Linked DNA regions of Mus musculus: region 2 is linked to region 1. A link is a contact called in public Hi-C data. All regions are on one chromosome and are shown on one strand. The core of a region is the stretch at or near the end of the contact, and the rest is flanking DNA. Distances in the headings are between cores, read along the strand shown.

Region 1 (4,692 bases), core at 2,070-4,569:
ATTGGAGCTGTGGCTATTGTCAAAGATAGGAATCACACGAGCTCGAGTTTGCTATTCATTCCGGGGGTGGCTAGATGACTCTGCAGACCCCTCCAGCCAGATGTCTCCATGGTGAACAATGCTAACAAAGGGGAGACCCATGAGCTCAGCAGGAAAGTTCCCGAACTTGAGCCCTTTCTCAGGCTGACAGAAGGGATGTGCTGTTTGTCTGTCCCAGTGCTGAGACTCTGGTTTCAATGGTTCTCCGCTTTCTTTTCTTCTTCTCCAGTTTAAATGGGCAAGTATCTCCACTTTGCAACTTACTCTACATCTGTTCGATAACTTTACTCTGGAGTTCATTATCTTTCGGCCAAGTCAACCCATTCAAAGCTCTCTCGGGGGAATTCTCCTGCTTTACAGTTATTGCTGCCTGCCCCATGTGAAGTTCCCTATGTCACAGAGCACAAGTGGGCCTCTGTATCCATGGCCTGCTATGCTCAGATCCAACCAACCATGGATCAAAAATAACCGAGAACAAAGCCACACCAGCAGACACACCTGCATGCTATGCTTGTCAATATTTCTTAGACCTGTCCTTATTGAGTTTGCATTTCATTCATTATCACGTCCTCTAGCAATGATTTAAAGTATATGAGAAGATATTGGTGGGCTACATGAAGATGTGATGTCATTTGTTACAAAGGACTTCAGTGCCCTTAGTTCGGGTGTCCCACAGAGGTACTAAAGCCACATACACACACCCAGATACTAAGAGTGACTGTTCCGTAAGCATCTGACTATGAGGGACAGGCAGGACACTATAGGAGTCTTCACCTGGGAAGCCTGCATTCTGATTGGTTGGTCTTCACCTGAATAACTCACCTGGAAGATGATAACAAAGGCCAGACGGGCAGACAAAACAGACCAGTACTGCTTGGAAAACTCATAAGGGTTTGGTGCCCATGGTGGTTCTCGATAATCTTTGAACCTGCCCAAAGAAAGATAGGGTGTTCAGACTGAGTGGTGACAGAGATCGGGGAGATGGCTCAGCTGGTCAGCATTTGTTGCACAAGCATGAAGGTCTGAGTTTGACTTTACAAAGGTGGAGTGGTGGCATGTGATTGTCATCCCAGCAGTGGAAAGGCAGAGACAGGCAGAATCCTGGGACATGTTGGTCAACTAGCATAGCCTAAAAACTAAAACCATCTCTAAAAACTAAGATGCATACCTCCTGAGGTACAGCTGAGGTTGGCTTCTGACCTCCATATTCATGTGCACACATGTACATACACATATACACACTCAGCTACATACACATACATATACCTACGCACACACATGAACATAAACTAAATAGTTAAAATTAGGATGTAGATAAGTAGTAGATTGGGTATAGACTGAAGGGAAGCAGATACTTCTGTGGATAAAATCTCAAGATCTGAGCAACAGTTGAGCTCTTGGCTGTGAAACTTGAGAAATAGATAGTGGAAATCCACAGTCCAACCAACAATTGTCTATGGAATAAAAAAAGAAAATCAAAGCCCACAAAAGTCAATCTACAGATGTAGTTTTCCTGTTCTCTCTCTCCAACACCTCCTAAAGCTTCCTCTAGGGCCAGGATGTAATTCTCGGGAGAGTCCACAGAAGGAGAGGTGACCTAGGTCCATGTGGCCTTCGTGGCTCCCATTGTCTGGTAGAGGCTCCCAGATGACCCATCTGGTGCTATGCAGCAGTTTTTGGATCCCTGGTAGACACTGGCACTAGCAGGTCACCTCAGGGTCCTCTTCAGGCAACAGCTTTGAGGGTAGCCAGGATTTCCAGCTGCACCACTGAAACCAAGGGAAAGCCAGTGCAGCCCAAGCAGAAAGAAGGTTGAATGAATGGCGGGTAGGGTCATAAACAACCACACTTGGTCAACAGACTTTCTCCTTAGTCATGTTTGTGACTTATCTGTACTTATCTGGTGTGAGCTTCCAGTTCCTTCTCAGGCACACAGAGAAAAGGCATGTTTTGTTTTCTGTTACTGACTTTTCACCCCTATTCTGCGATGACTCATGCCCCAGAGAACTCATTTTCTAATCCTGGAAAAATAACAAGGGTTCATAGCAGCACTGTGACCATCTCAGACCCACTCTTTCAATGGAATTACAGGTCCAATGGCAACCCTTAGGGTGGAGAAAGAGTTGGGATGGTATCAGACTACCCAGTAGTAGTAGTAGTAGTAGTAGTAGTAGTAGTAGTAGTAGTAGTGTGTGTGTGTGTGTTTGTCTCTGTCTGCTAAGGAAGGCACAGTAAGAGACTCTGACCAGGGAGAGTCATACGCAGAACATGACACATAGCATATATATAGCCCTGGGCAAAAGAGAAGACTTTTCTGTATGTTTGTCTTTTAATCTTCTCAAAACACTCAAGCAGGTATCCCATATAGCATGCATGGAAGGAAGCTGGTGGACTCAGAATTCAAGTATATGGCCCAGGAGCAATTCAAGGCCAGTAAGAAGCAGAGGAAAGTGAGGATATAAATCTAACAGAATCCAGGCTCTTCCTCATTATCACAGAGCACCTTATCAACAGCTGAAGTTGAAGGTGGGGTCATAAATGGAGGGTCCTTTCCCTTGTCACAAAGAAACTAATGTTGTAAAAGGTCTGTGTATCAGTACAATGGTTTCCAGTTTCCAAGGAATAGGTACAAAGAGGATAGAACATCTGAGGTAGAAGAAAGAGATGTACACACAAAGAAAATGCTGGAGCAATGGAGTCAGCAAGGGAAAGACATGCTGGAGGACAGACACTCATCTTTCTACTAGGGCTTGGCCAGAAGCCAGGCGCTCCCACCTCACTGCCTGGCTCCCCCACTTCCAACAGCTGATCGCAGCTGTCGCAAGCTTGATATGACATCTGGCTGAAAAGCAGAGCTAACTGCATCCCAGCAGAGCACCACAGAGCGCTGAGGTATTCTTTTAGATCATACGTAGCTGAGGATGAGAACATGGAGCGCTACGCTAGTAGAGAAAGGGAAAGAGACCAGGGAGAAGGGGAAAAAGGATTGGTGGGGGAGGGGGGAGAAACAGAGGAGACAGAGACAGATATGGAGACAGAGCAAGGGGGACAGAAAGCATGTGAATCAAATGAATAGGATAGGATGTCATGGGAATGGAGAAAAGCCTTTTTAGATTTGCCTATTTTTCTGCTGTATGCAAAACAGGGTCTGCTCCTTTCCAATGCTAGAGGAGGGTACACCCTGCTGTTGCTTACGTGTGGGGGGGGGGACCTCCATCCCCAGACATAGCCCAGTCCCTTTGCTACACAGAAAGCCCGTCCCTCCCCTTTCCTAGCACTGGCTGTGACAGGACAGCTGCTCACTGAGCTTCCTCACTCTCTGAGAGTCACTGCACACTGCCCCCCCCCTCCAGCCTGAAAAGAATCCATAAATAATCAAATTCAGCTTCCAACTCGGCTACTAACTTACCACAGTTTTTAGGACTCTTGCTCTGCCCTCCCCTGGTGTCCAAAACATGTTTTGAATCTAACAGGCGCATTCGTCTGATGGAGGGTCTAGGGTGGTGGGAGGGGAGGGGCTTGGCAGAGATCTGTCCAGAGCGATCAACCTGAGAACAGCTCTCTGCAGAGAAGGGAAGGGTGGCTACATGGAGGGAAAGCCATACCCCAGAAATTAGTGGGAAGGGACTTGACACAGTTTACATCTGTCCACATTCCTTCCTAAAGTAACTCTCTGACCTACAGCAATAACAACTTACTTTACACTAATGAGTAGACATATCTATTACTGAAATGAATACAATACAGAATATAAATGTTACTGTATATGATGAGTTGATACATTGCTCTAGCCTACCCTCCATTCCATTCTAGTCTGTCCTGTCCTTCCAAAGGCTGTTTGTGACCCACTGAAGCGATTTCACAATCCACTAATGAACCATGAGTCATCTTTTGAAGAGCGCGGATTCCAGTAAGCTTGTGCCACTGGGTACATAATTGGTTGTTTACATGCCAATGTAAGTTCGGGTTACATAATATTTATTTTTTTCCTCTGAAATGTGATCCTAAGAAGTCAGGCTTATCAACTGTTTTCTCTAACCAGCTAGAAGACACTTGCTAAACAAAGAGACAATTAGCTTTAAGAATAGACAGGTGGCTAATAGGCTTCATTGTTGGAACCACTGTGGTAATTATCTGGGGTGCTTGTTTTCTAAGTCCAGAGCTGAGGGAAATGTGTGTTCTGGAGATAGCAAGTGACTGTTTGAAGCTACATCCAGCACTTGGGTCCCAGGTCCTTCCTGACGCTTCTCTAAGGGCCCAGGTGTTAAAGTCTTGGTGCCCTGTCACTCTGTTGGAAGATGGTGGAAGCCTAAAGTGGTGGGGACTCACTGGAAGTCCTTTGGTCAACTGGGGTATGAAAGGTCAGGAAACCCTTGCTCCTTCTCCTCTTTCTCTCTCGCTTCCTCTACCGCATGCTCCTTCCATGATGTTTCCGTGCCACAGGCCCAAAGAAACATCAAGTGCCAATATAAATACTTTCTCTTTATAAATTATAAATTGTTCATTGCAGGTATTTGTTACATCAACGAAAAGATGACTAACACAGTCATCGCCCACATGGCTCCGTGTTCTGAGACCTACTGTTCTCAGCTGCATTAGCCTGAGCCTTCCTTCCCAGTGTGGCTATGTCCCAACTCAAAGAATTCAGCACAG
Region 2 (4,211 bases), core at 1,678-4,177, 75 kb before region 1:
CTAGCCCATTTAGAAGTGAGCAGAGGATTGCGCCTCTGACTTTGCATGTGATAGGCAAGCACTCGACAGTTAAGTTACATCTCTAGTTCGGGATTTTTTTTTTTTTTTTTAGGAATTCCTAGGCACTTGGTCTTTGTTCCCATTAATATTTCAACTTTGAAAAATGAAAATGCAAATACTCAAGACTATGAGCTACTAGCTGAATGAATAATCTTTTCTAGCCACTCTGATTCAGGGTTGCCAGCCTCAGCCTGTGGAATGTCCTCCTGACAGTTCAGGGAACCTGGCTAGAATGCCTCCTCTTTTTCTCTCTCTCTCTCTTTCTCTCTCTCTCTCTAAACATGGAAAGGAGCACTGAAAGCAATGTAGTGTTGCTGCCAGTCTGCTTCGAAAAAGTGACAGGTGCCTTGGCTTCAGAGTTAAGTGGGAGGAATTATGCAATCTTAGCTGAATGTTAGGGTTGTGAGGTCACTTGGATGGGTGTTTAAATCCTGGCTCTGCATCTCAATGGGTGTGTGATGTTGGGCGAAATTATTTAATCCTTCTGAGCCTCAGTTTCCTTGGCTGCAAAGTGGGGATAACAATCGTATCTAGAAGGATTAATTGAGATTATCCGTGCAAAGTGTCTCACAAAGTCTAGCATATGGGAAGGCTCACCAAAGGTTAGCAGTTAGTACAAGTGATTATTGTGACTTGTGTCTGTGATTAAACACAGCTTTGAGTTCAGTGTGTTTGTGCCAAAATTGCTTTCAGAGGAGAAGCTCTGGGCTGGTTCTTTGAGTCTCACCCCGGTGCCCAGAAAGACACTAGACTGTTTGGGATTGGAGTCCTAATGTTTAGTAAGTGCCTGTCTCGCACTCACTTGGATGAACGATTGGTTTTCTCCCTGTGCACATATCGCAGCATTGCTGTGTGAGTGGGTGAGAACAGACTCATAAAATCATCAAACAGACATCTCCTCTGCTTCTGCCTCCTAGATTGTAAAAGTGTTCGAATGAGTGATGGTGACCACAGTGAGCGCAAGGGGAGACACTCGCCAAATGAAAAGAGATGCCAAGCCACGTAAATCGTAGTTATGGCTTCCATGGTCTTCGGGTGGCAGAGGGTATGAGATCTAAGACAACCACAACATCTCAATGCGCCATGTCTCATCCCCAAGGAAGGAGGCTGGCTTTGTGGTAAGGGGTTCTGTGAGGGACTGACTATGCTTGGTACAAGCCAGCTCACCAAGCATACAGGAGGAAGCCTGCCATCTTACCACATTCTCTTCAGCCAAGTCTTCTCCAGGCCAAACCAGGATGGTTTCTTGATCCTAGCCTTTCTTCTGCCACCACGATTAAGGCAGAAATCAAAATGGCCATTGCCAAGCTAGCTGTGGTCTTGGTTTGGAAGAGAAGAGAGGCCTATGTATTGAAGAGAAGCCTTGTGAATTCCCTTAAGCAGCTTCTTTCTTCTTGGGACCTGTGATTCGTCATTTGAGGGGTAGACAAGATGGATACTTTAGCATCGTCTTCATTATTATTCATCTCATTGTTATTCATTGTAATTATAATTCCTTGTAATTATCACAGAGCAACTTCTCAGCAGCCACCCCACTCGTGAAGGCATTCCTTCTCATTACCTAGCACTTGCCCATAACTAGGGGATTAACATTAGCCCAATGCAGACACTAGGCATAGACTTCAAATAAAAATGTCAGTGTGAGAAAGTTATTTTCTGAGGCAAAAGTTAGTCTCCAGTGCCCACTTTCTCTCAGCTTGTTGGTGTGTAGCATCTTTCCTCATATGTGTTTGCCCTTGGAAAATGGAATTACCCCCAGACACAGAAAATCATCTTCTTCCAAATGAACATGGAACAGTAAATTAAATGATTTGAAAAAGCTTGAGCAGTGATGGGAACGTATCTTAGTTTGCGGAGTACTTGCCTAGCTTGCGTGAAGCCTTGAGAATGAAGGCCACCACAACAGGACGTACATAACCCAAGTGTGGTACCACACACCTGTAATCCTGACACTTGAGAGCTGGAGGCAGAGAGCTTATCCTTGGTACTGTGATGGGTTTAACGTTACTCTCTCAGAGAGGGAGAGAGAGAGACAGTGTGGAAGGGAGGAAGGAAGGAAGGAAGGAAGGAAGGAGGGAAGGAATGAAGGAAGGAAGGAAGGGAGGGAGGGAGGGAGGGAGGGAGGGAGGGAGGGAGGGAGGGAGGGAGGGAGGGGAGAAGGAAGGAAGGAAGGGAGGGAGGGAGGGAGGGAGGGAGGGAGGGAGGGAGGGAGGGAGGGAGGGAGGGAGGGAGAGGGAGGCAGAGAGAGAAAGAGAGTAGCTTAATTATAAGTCATCCATCCTTATCAAGGGGGCGGGTACCATATACATGTGTGTGCACAGTCCTGTGACTGCAACAAGTCTGTTCAAAGTGTCAGTAGGAGTGACTGTCTAAACCAGAACCAGACTTCCTAGGCAAGCCCATTGTGACCATGAGCTGAGTGGACTCATTTTCTCTATAATTTCTCTTTAGTCCACCCTCTGACTGTGGAATGAGCGATGTAGAGAATAAAGTAAACTGGAGCTTCCTGGGCCTCCTATGAGCCTACCAGGCATCCTTTAGATCTTCTGCCAAGATGAGGCTAAGCCAGAGTGTTCCTGGCCCGGTGTAAGCACGCTACCTTCCTGTTCAGTGCTACAGTGCACATTGTTTTGACATGTGCCATACCTTCCATCACACACTGCCTGGGGGCCTGAGGAAGGTGCACATTTGACAATGAGGAATTCCCAAGCATCTGTGCACAGAGAACTCCTGGTTTCCCTCCTTCTCCTCCACGTGGTTAGCTTTCCTGGGGGGGTCAGAGACCAACGAATAGTGCAGAGTCCACAAAGGGGTTCTGTTTCTCATGGCCTGTTCCTGGGACAGATCAATTTGGTACTTTGGGAGATGGGTTAGCTTTCTGGGGGGGGGGGTGTCTCTGATTTGTTTTCTTTCAGTCCAGCATGTGACATCTAGCTCCACTTGGCTGTGATCTCTGTTGTCACTGGGAATTGAGCGAATCATGAACCTAGAGGTTCTTGCTTGTCCCATTTCAGACCTTGTACCTTGTTCCCAGAAATAATCAACCCTGCCAACCAGTTTCCAAATCCTGAATTTGAGATGTTGAGGCTTCTTGCGTTGCTTTTGTTTTGTTTGTTCATTTGTTTGTTTAAATCAAAGTCTAGTTACATCCCTCAGGCTGGCCTCAAACCCTTCCTCCCCCTACCTTGGTCTTCAGAGTACTGGGATTGTAGGAGTGAGCCACCATACCCAGCGACTGTAAGGTTTTCCAGGAAGCACCCATGCAGAACCTGATCTTAAAGAACAGGCTAAGAATCCACCTCCCCGGCCCCGGCCAGCCTGCGCTCACTTGCTGATGCTGACCTGCTTAGCTCTCAGGGGTCCCCAGAAGTGTTCCCACCAAATGCAGGCAGAGAGTGTACAGTAATTCTCATTTTGATTGCAGACACACCTCTGGGTTTTCCATGAACATCTAAAGCATCCCTTCGCTTCTTCTTGGGCTAGTCTCTTGGCTCTTTTTCATCACAGCTCTCTTCCTTACCTTCTTCATTTCTCTTGTTAAGTTTTTATTTTTGCATCCCACTGCCATGCTGTGACAACTAAACAACATCAGATATCAGAGTGTGCTACACTAACAGTGAGGGGCACCATTTCATTATAGACAGTGAGGAGTGGCATTTCATTATACCTTCTCTAGGAGATAAATTGTTTTTGAAAGACATATAAGAATGTAAGGTGACCATCCCAAATAATTTCCTACTTTCTCCCCATTGGGTAATCTTATACTTCTTTAAATCAGTAATAATTATACAACCTCACTACTAACAGGCCTTTAAATTATCTGAGTGGTGGGGCAAGGGGTAGGACATTCAACTGTGTTAAGCTGGCAGAGATACATTTCCTTTTTGTAGACTGTAAGGCAGGGAGTGTGAAAGTGACCAGCTCCCTTGAAGAGCTGTGCTGAGAGGGAGTCAGGACAGCACCAGTGAAGAGCAACATGGGAAAGCTGAAGGTACTGTGGAAACTCCCCCAGCCCCATGGATGTGAGTTTATCACTCATCTGCTCTTACACCAGTTTCAAGTTCCCTTCCATCACCTTCTGCAAGCAATGCCCTCCCTTGTCGGCTCTGGATTCGTCTTCCTTCCAGAGAGCTGGCTTGTGTGTTTTGTTT

The links. A called contact is a pair of places that touch in the nucleus more often than the background predicts.
Region 2: a contact with region 1 is called in a Hi-C map of liver, with 5 times the contacts expected there. The contact joins two enhancer-like sites. A contact is called at or near these places in 15 of 484 Hi-C or Micro-C datasets (brown adipocytes, liver, muscle stem cells and 3 more) and 1 of 115 datasets of contacts at active chromatin or transcription factors (heart atrium).

What each region holds. Positions count from the first base shown.
Region 1 is chr6:126,033,123-126,037,814 of GRCm38.p6, reverse strand. It overlaps Ano2 (anoctamin 2), which reads right to left. Exons shown (of 25, transcript NM_001364562.1): 24 at 862-967. Among named protein-coding and RNA genes, the nearest start is that of Ntf3, 130 kb to the left of the region's middle. Within about 2 kb of position 3,319, at least 53 of the 459 cell types and tissues checked have an H3K27ac peak or open chromatin away from gene starts, as enhancers often do. A contact at or near this core is called in liver, where this site is marked.
Region 2 is chr6:126,107,822-126,112,032 of GRCm38.p6, reverse strand. All of the region lies in intron 1 of Ntf3 (neurotrophin 3), which reads left to right. Among named protein-coding and RNA genes, the nearest start is that of Ntf3, 55 kb to the left of the region's middle. Within about 2 kb of position 2,927, at least 4 of the 459 cell types and tissues checked have an H3K27ac peak or open chromatin away from gene starts, as enhancers often do. A contact at or near this core is called in liver, where this site is marked.